Regions from separate parts of the Zea mays genome. Here region 1 is linked to region 2. The links are chromatin contacts, called in public Hi-C maps. All regions are on one chromosome and are shown on one strand. Each heading gives the region's core, a stretch centred on a gene start, on an enhancer-like site or on the middle of the called end of the contact. The rest is flanking DNA. Distances are from core to core; before and after follow the strand shown. Region 1 holds the start of LOC100501764. Region 2 holds the start of LOC100275173.

Region 1 (3,729 bases), core at 1,195-3,694, 190 kb before region 2:
GTATTAATTAGTTCATGTAGTGTTGTGTTATGGAAACCCTTTTTCTTTTCACCCCCAGAATCTGCTGTGCGCATGTGTGTTTGCTGATTGCTGGAAACTGGAGGGAGCTATGAGTTGTGCAGGTGAAGGACTGATGATGCCTGAACAGCGAGGAGCGTCATGCACAGCACAGCACAGCAAGCAAGGAGCTTGCAAGGCGTCGTGAACATGGCCGCACAGAGGAAGCCAAGGGCCACACACACGCAGTTTCTACGAAAAAAAAAGTATCTCCAGCCAGCAGGACAGGCTCTCTGCTCTAGTCTATTATTATTATTCACATCGCAGCTCCGATGGCGGCACGGCGTCACCCGGATTTCAGGTTGACATTGGACCAGTCGAGAGTTTTATCTGCGTAATTAAACACCGCCATCGCGCTTATTACGCAACGCAGCAAAGAGTCCTCGGCCTAATCAGAAAGAGTAGTTACTGAAACCAAGCCTCGTCGGCACCTGGTGCGGTTTCTTTTATCCCTAGTGGTTCATGGTTACGCTACCACCACTAGCAGCAGGTTTATCGGTAACCGTGGTCAAATTCCCAAACGAGGACCCCCCATGTCTGAGCTAGCTGACATTCGGCAAGAGTTTGGGCCAAACTACTTTTATTACTTGTACGGGCGGTGTATCAATAATTTACACTTGATCTGCACCGCCAAAAGTGTGGTTTGGATGCTTGTACATAAAGCTGACGGCCATGCTGCAGCAGCAGAACCCAACTCGGGCCGGGGTGGTTCTGTTCATTTGTTGCCATTGCAAGAACCACAGCATGGCCTTGAATTGAAGGGTTTTAAACTACACTCTCTTCCCCACCCTCCCCCCACAAGCTACTCCACTTGGGACTGCTACGCGATGGTAGCTAGCTTCAGCCCTCCCTCTCGCGTACTTGCTGGGCTGCCAATGTACGTGTGCTGCAGGGCGTTTCTGCTACGACTTGTTTATATCTATCGCAGTGCTAGCCGTCAGTTAAGCACTGATGATCCCTGGACGACATGGACGCCGGCCAACTGTCAGGAAAGTGACTCCAGGATGAGAAACACCAGCTCGCTTCATCGTTCGGGCAAACCTGTCTTCCACATCTCTTGAAAGCTGGGAGCAGGACTAGCGATTCTGAGATTAGTTGGGCATGGCGAGCTGGCGATCATGTGTTAATTTGTGGGCTGCAATGCCCTCTCTGTGCATTATTATTCAGTTTCGTTGGCATATCATCCATAGCGCGCGGTACGGTACCGTGGGGGAGAAAAGAAAAGCAGTAGTTGGCTGGGCATCATTAGGTTTGGAAAAACAAAACATGTAGGATTAGGACTTGGGAGTTCCTAAATTGCGACAAGAATCAGGTCGGGTCCCATTTTGATGCAGCGTTGAAGAAGCTCTTTTTTTGTGTGTGCTGAGGTTGGACTTTTCTGAGCCATGGCCAATTGAACGTACATGAAAAACCAGTCATTTCAGATCAGAAGCTGGAATCCCGGCCCCAAGGAGAATATCTTTACTTTCCTCGGGACAAAGTCAATGCACATGACCCATCCCGTTTCCACTCCCATCTTCTCCGACAAACCAAAACTTTCAGCGTAACACAATGTTCAACCCCAAGGTGTAAACACGTATAGTGAGAAGAATAGAAAAAAAATCAAATGACTATGTTTTCTGCTTGAAAAATAGTAGAAAAATGTCATGTAAGACAAAATGAGGCACTCTCCGTACTAAAAATAATTAACGCTAAATTTAAAATAAGCCACACTTTATAAAAATAATAATATCTACATTTGTACCTTGAAAATCTATTTGTTATAAAGATATATTCAATATATCCGGTGAAATAAATATAACGTCTTGAACTATCTTCAGTAGACTCTCTATCTCACTCTTTATTTATTTTAAATTTCACTTTATAAATAATGTAAAATAATATTTTATACGGTAGTTGGTCTTATAGATTTAGTTAATTATAAATTTCCAGAAGGCGAGATTTATTTTAATTTAAAAGTTGTCACCGGCTCACCGCCACCGGACAAGGAGGTTTCTTAAGGACTCTAGTGCAAGCAGTAATTAATGAGTTCACCAGCAATGCAAATCTGCCACAGCTCATTTATCTCCAAAGATTGTTTGATTCAGTACAGATTGCATTTTCGAGCGAAAGGCAAATCTGGGATATCTGTACATTAGTTTTTTTTTCCGTAGATGAGATCGAAATCTATCTACCGATGAAGCAAAATCCAAAATACAGCCAAACAATTTTGTGGAGTCGCCATTAAATGCTTGGATTGGGACCCCCTGCTTTTAATTCCGTGCAGACGAGTTGGTGTGCTCCAATAACTCCCTTCCGCTTCCTCCTCCTCCTCCTCGTCTGTCCTCTCTCTCTCCCCTTCGGCCCTTGCTTCCTCTTCCTTTCACTCCTCCGCCTGTCCCCTTCTCTCTCTGCTCTGTTCCTTGATCCAGATTCCGCAGCGGTGAGGGCACCCAGCCCGATCGTCCGTCTCCGTCGATCCCTCGAAGCCCTAGGAGAGACCCTTGTCCGCGTCGAATTCGATCGCGGGCTGATTTGATCCCGAGAATTCGCGAGGGGGCCATCGGCGGCGGTGGGGAATCGGATGTTGTAGGAAAGGTCCCGGATTTCTGCGCGGGCAGGCGGGCGGGCGGCCATGCATCTGAAACTGTGGAAGCCGCTGTCCCACTGCGCCGCGCTGCTCCTGGACAAGAAGAACCGTCCGCCGCGGACGCCGCCGGCGGGAGCGGGCGCGGGGTCCGGCGGCGGGCGACGGCTGCAGGAGAGCAAGCTGCGGGAGGCGCTGGAGGAGGCGTCCGAGGACGGGTCCCTCGCCAAGTCCCGCGACGTGGCGCTCCTCGATGGAGGGGACGGCGGTGCGGAGGAGGGGTCCGTGGGGCGGTCGCGGTCGCTGGCGCGGCTCCACGCGCAGAGGGACTTCCTGCGCGCGACGGCGTTGGCCGCGGAGCGCGCGTTCCAGTCGCCGGACGCGCTCCCTGTGCTGGAGGAGGCGCTCGCCAAGTTCCTCGTCATGTACCCCAACTACGCGTCCGCGTCGGACGTGGACCGCCTCCGCGCCGACGAGTACCCGCACCTGGACAAGGTATGCCTCGACTACTGCGGCTTTGGCCTCTTCTCCTACCTCCAAAGCTGCAACCCTGCGGACTCGTCAGCGGCGTTCACGCTCTCGGAGATCACCGCCAACCTCAGCAACCATGCGCTCTACGGCGCCGCCGAGAAGGGCACCGCGGAGCACGACATCAAGAACCGCATCATGGATTACCTCAACATCCCCGAGTCCGAGTACTGTCTCGTCTTCACGGTCAGCCGCGGCTCGGCCTTCCGGCTCCTCGCCGAGTGCTACCCCTTCGGCACCAACAAGCGCCTGCTCACCATGTTCGACCACGAGTCCCAGTCCGTGAACTGGATGACGCAGGTCGCGCGTGACAAGGGAGCCAAGGCATACTCCGCCTGGTTCAAGTGGCCCACGCTCAAGATCTGCACCACGGAGCTCCGGAAGCTGATCTCCACCAAGAAGCGGCGGCGCAAGGACTCCGCCACTGGCCTCTTCGTGTTCCCTGTGCAGTCGAGGGTGACGGGGGCAAAGTACTCGTACCAGTGGATGGCATTGGCTCAGCAGAACCACTGGCATGTCCTGCTTGATGCTGGGGCTCTGGGGCCTAAGGACATGGACTCGCTGGGGCTGTCTCTGTT
Region 2 (3,928 bases), core at 188-2,687:
TGTAGCGAGCCTTCATCGTCATTCGTCAGCCAAACCCGTCTTGAACAGAAACGCGAAGCCGCGCGCGCATCTACGCACATACACCTACCAACACGGCCTATACGGCCACGCACGCTAGGTCGAGTTTTTTTTTTTTTTTGAAAAATGCGCCAGCGATCGTATCGTACGTGACACCACGTGAAGTCCGGCGGCCAGCTTCCATCGCCGGACGCACCACGCGTCCCAGGGTTCGTTGAGGAGGAGCTGCCATGGCGCCACTCCGGCGCTCCCACCTCCGCCGCGTCGCTCGGCCTTGCACGCTACCTCTACGGGCGACCTAGCACCTGTGCGCCATAGCCTTTTTTTTGGCCTACCTGCAGAACCGGCGGAAAGGCACGGTGACGTAGAAGCAAGACGATGTGTTCCTTCTGTGAGAGAAACAAAAAAAAAATAGTCACTGTTCTCGTTTTCTTAATCTTAATTAAGTTTGATGGAAATAAATGTAAAAATAGAAACGTGTCTATAATATCGAGTAAATATTGATAATACTTTTGAAAAAAAGCCTGGCCAAACTAATGAAAATTGACTTGTCTAAAATCCAGAACTGGACCCTTTCTATGACGGACCGCGCGCGGAACCAGCGAGCAAGAAAGCATACGCAGACGCAGCGCACTCTCTGTGACGTGAACTCGGTTTCGTTGCAACATAAACCGGAAGAATCGATCGAGAGGATAGAGAGTTTCCAGAGATGTTCACGAGACACGTACAGTACTTTTTAAAGCCATGATGCTATGATCTTTTTTCAGGAAACTGTATTGTCGTTGGAATTAAGTACTCCTTTTGTACAATATCAATAGAGGGTGCTTTAGGGAGCAGGGATACATGTACATATCAGTATATAATTTTAGAGAATATTTCCCAGCTTTCTTTGTAACAAGTGGAATAAAGCCGATATGGTTTAGTACATTATACTTCGGACGAGTTTGGCATGCATGTGCTCTTTCTGTTCTAAATTGAAAGTTCTCTCTCTCTCTCTCTCTCTCTCTCTCTCTCTCTCTCTCTCTCTCTCTCTCTCTCTCTCTCTCTCTCTCTCTCTCTCTCTCTCTCTCTCTCTCTCACGGTGGCGTCTAGGTTGTGTTTGCAGTCGAGGATGAATAGGAAATGAGCCTAGCTAGATTAATATAGGTGCCGGGAAGAGTGGTTGTGCATGTTGGGGTCTGCTCGCTTCTGGTTTTCTGTAGTTGTTTTGGTTGGCTGTCTGCCTGTCCAGCCCGGTCCATTGGTTGCGGCTGGTAGATTTTGTACATGCTGTTAGTGCTAGTTGGATGGCTGTTGCAGCTTTGTTTAGCCGCTGCATGGTTGGCAACACGAGCAGCTACAGCACACAGAGGCAAGTTGCTCTAACATGATCTAACGATCAATCTTCGAAGTGGCTGCCAAATGGCTCGGAAAAATGTACGTGTTTAATGTTTAGAAGATAAATGCATCTTTTTTCAAAGGATTCGATGCTCTGTCGTGTTTAGTAGTTCTTCACAGCTCAGGATTTGGCCGTGCGGCGCTCTGTATGACCCTCTCATAGCCAATGCAAAGACAAACCCCGCCCATCAGTCTACGCGAATCGCTGTGGCCTCGCTCGTTGCAAACCTTCCAGCCTGTCTTGCCTCCACGCGAGGCTACATGACACTTCCTTTCCTTCTTCATCCTCCCGCTATATATAGCCGCCCTCTTCGGGTCCTCCTCCTCCATCGGCCATCGCCATCTCCATTTCCAGCATAGAAGACGCGATACAGCTCAAGGACAGCGCTCCGCACCCGCACGCAAGCCAGACCGGACCGAATCGAAGCAGCAGCAGCGTACAGAAGATCACACCCTACTGCCGCGCTGCACTGCACAATGGGCATCTGCGTGTCGTGCGACGCGGCGGACGAGGGCGCCGCGACGGCGGCGCGGGTGGTGCTCCCCAGCGGAGAGCTCCGGGAGTACGCGCCACCGGCCACCGCCGCGGAGGCGCTGCAAGCGGCGGGCGAGGGCTCGTCGTGGCTCCTCTGCGACGCCGACGGGATGGCGTTCGAGGGCCCCGTCGCAGTCGCGGCGGTCGCGCCGGGGTCCGAGCTCCAGGCGGGGCAGATCTACTTCGTGCTCCCCGCCGAGATGCAGCGCCGCCGCCTCGCCCGCGCCGAGGTCGCCGCGCTCGCGGTCCGGGCCAGCTCGGCGCTCGCCAGGGCCGCGGCGCTCGCCCAGCCATCGTCGCCCTGCCGCCGCCGCCGGCGCGGCGCGGCGGCGCAGCTCGTGTTCCCGGTCCCCGAGGAGGAGTTCGCGGCGGCGGACCCGGTCGCGTCGAAGCCCGCGGCTGCGGTGGTGGCGCATCGGAAACGGAGGGTGGCGTACCGGGGCGGGAGCGGGAGGGCGTCCAGGTTCTCCCCCGACCTGACCGCTATCCCGGAGAGCGAGTAGTAGATGGAGCCTGCCATGTGTCTCCGGTGGTGACGGGTCGCTCGCTGGCGCTCGGTCGGACGGTGTGGTCGAGGCCGAGCTCGCGCGCGCCGGAGATCGATGGAGCAGGAAGCGTTGTAGACGCAGAGCTCGGGAGTGAGAAATGTGAGTAGTGTTTTTGGCGCCGTTGGTTTAGGAGGCAATAGGATGAGTGTTGTTGCGGTATTACGAACGTTTAGGTTTTAGATGCAAGTGTAAATACTATACACGGGATCTCCGTACGGTGTGCCCAGTGAGTCACAGTTTGGAACTCAGCTTCTAATCAGTGCTCGTGTTCAGGCTAAAAAAAATGAAATCTCTCGCTGTTTCGGAAAAAAAAAACTTATTTCTGATGAATGTGATCACTATGCAATGGCATCATATGCAGCAGGGCATCATTAGAACATGAGGCTGTTGCCACCGAACTGCTTGGATACCCCACCCCAACACTAGAAAAATGCTGAAGCTTATATTCCGAACGGAAATGCTTTGGCTAGCACATCATATGATCATACTGATTGGTGGCAAGGCAACTGCTAACTTTTTTTTTGAATACAAACGCGATAACTTTTTTTTTTTATTGCCTCACTAAAATTTACTACACGTACCACCACCAACCATTGCAAATTCAGCATCCATCTAATTTGGTGTGTGATTTTAGTGAGCTGCATAAACGTCCAGTTTTCATTGGAACAATTTCTGAAGAGTCCCGTGAACGCGTCCCAACATTTTGCTACAATTTCTCCCGAGTCCCGACTCTCGTTTTCCAACGGCTGATCTAAACTCCGTGTTGTCAAGTTGGGTCACAAATCCGGTGCCTTATGGAGGCCTGGGGGCCCGGACTCTCGTTTTCCAACGGCTGATCTAAAGCCCGGCCCTGTCTGGTTAAACTGGCCCATATATGGGCTACCGTCCTTGAAACGGCTAGCAGTACGCTATCAAAGTTTTATTAAGCGCTTCCAAAACGTCCTTCAGTGCAGTGTAGGGGACGTGTAGCGTACCGCTCATCATCTGACAAAGGCACAAAGCTAATTCTTTCTGGAGAGCAACTCGAGGAATGCTAGGTGGTGATGACATGAGCAAGACTGCAAGAGAACAAAGGCGAGTCAACCGTCAAACGTGCTTTCTATCATTTCGTCAACTGTTTCCTTTCCTGTTCATCATCTACAGACTACAGAAGCATCTTTACACGCCACGCCATTGATAACCACCCACACAAAAACTGCACACGATCCCTTCTTTACTCCTAAGTCCTAACCCTTTGACACATGCATATACTACTTGAGCCCATGCCCATCGATATATGCTCAGTGTCAGCGTCAGCTGAGGTGAGGGAACGCGAGGTCCCTTGCGAGCAGGTACCGGAAGGCCGGGTTGTGGGGCACCCAGTCGACGACGACCTTGCCCGACGACGCCCTGCCGCCCTGCTGGCACCGCTGCACGGCCACCCTCATGGTCTCCGGGAGGTGGCGCTGGA

The links. A called contact is a pair of places that touch in the nucleus more often than the background predicts.
Region 1: a Hi-C map of ear shows a contact between it and region 2, with 2.2 times the contacts expected there. The contact joins the promoter of LOC100501764 here to the promoter of LOC100275173 in region 2. A contact is called at or near these places in 2 of 25 Hi-C or Micro-C datasets (ear and endosperm).

The regions. Positions count from the first base shown.
Region 1 is chr5:6,348,160-6,351,888 of Zm-B73-REFERENCE-NAM-5.0, reverse strand. LOC100501764 reads left to right here and starts at 2,444. Exons shown (of 1, transcript NM_001196426.2): 1 at 2,444-3,729. The coding sequence starts at 2,672.
Region 2 is chr5:6,161,582-6,165,509 of Zm-B73-REFERENCE-NAM-5.0, reverse strand. It overlaps LOC100275173, which reads left to right and starts at 1,437. Exons shown (of 1, transcript NM_001149325.1): 1 at 1,437-2,808. The coding sequence starts at 1,873. The coding sequence ends at 2,433. LOC100286076 (ternary complex factor MIP1) reads right to left here. Exons shown (of 12, transcript NM_001414379.1): 12 at 3,559-3,928. The coding sequence ends at 3,771.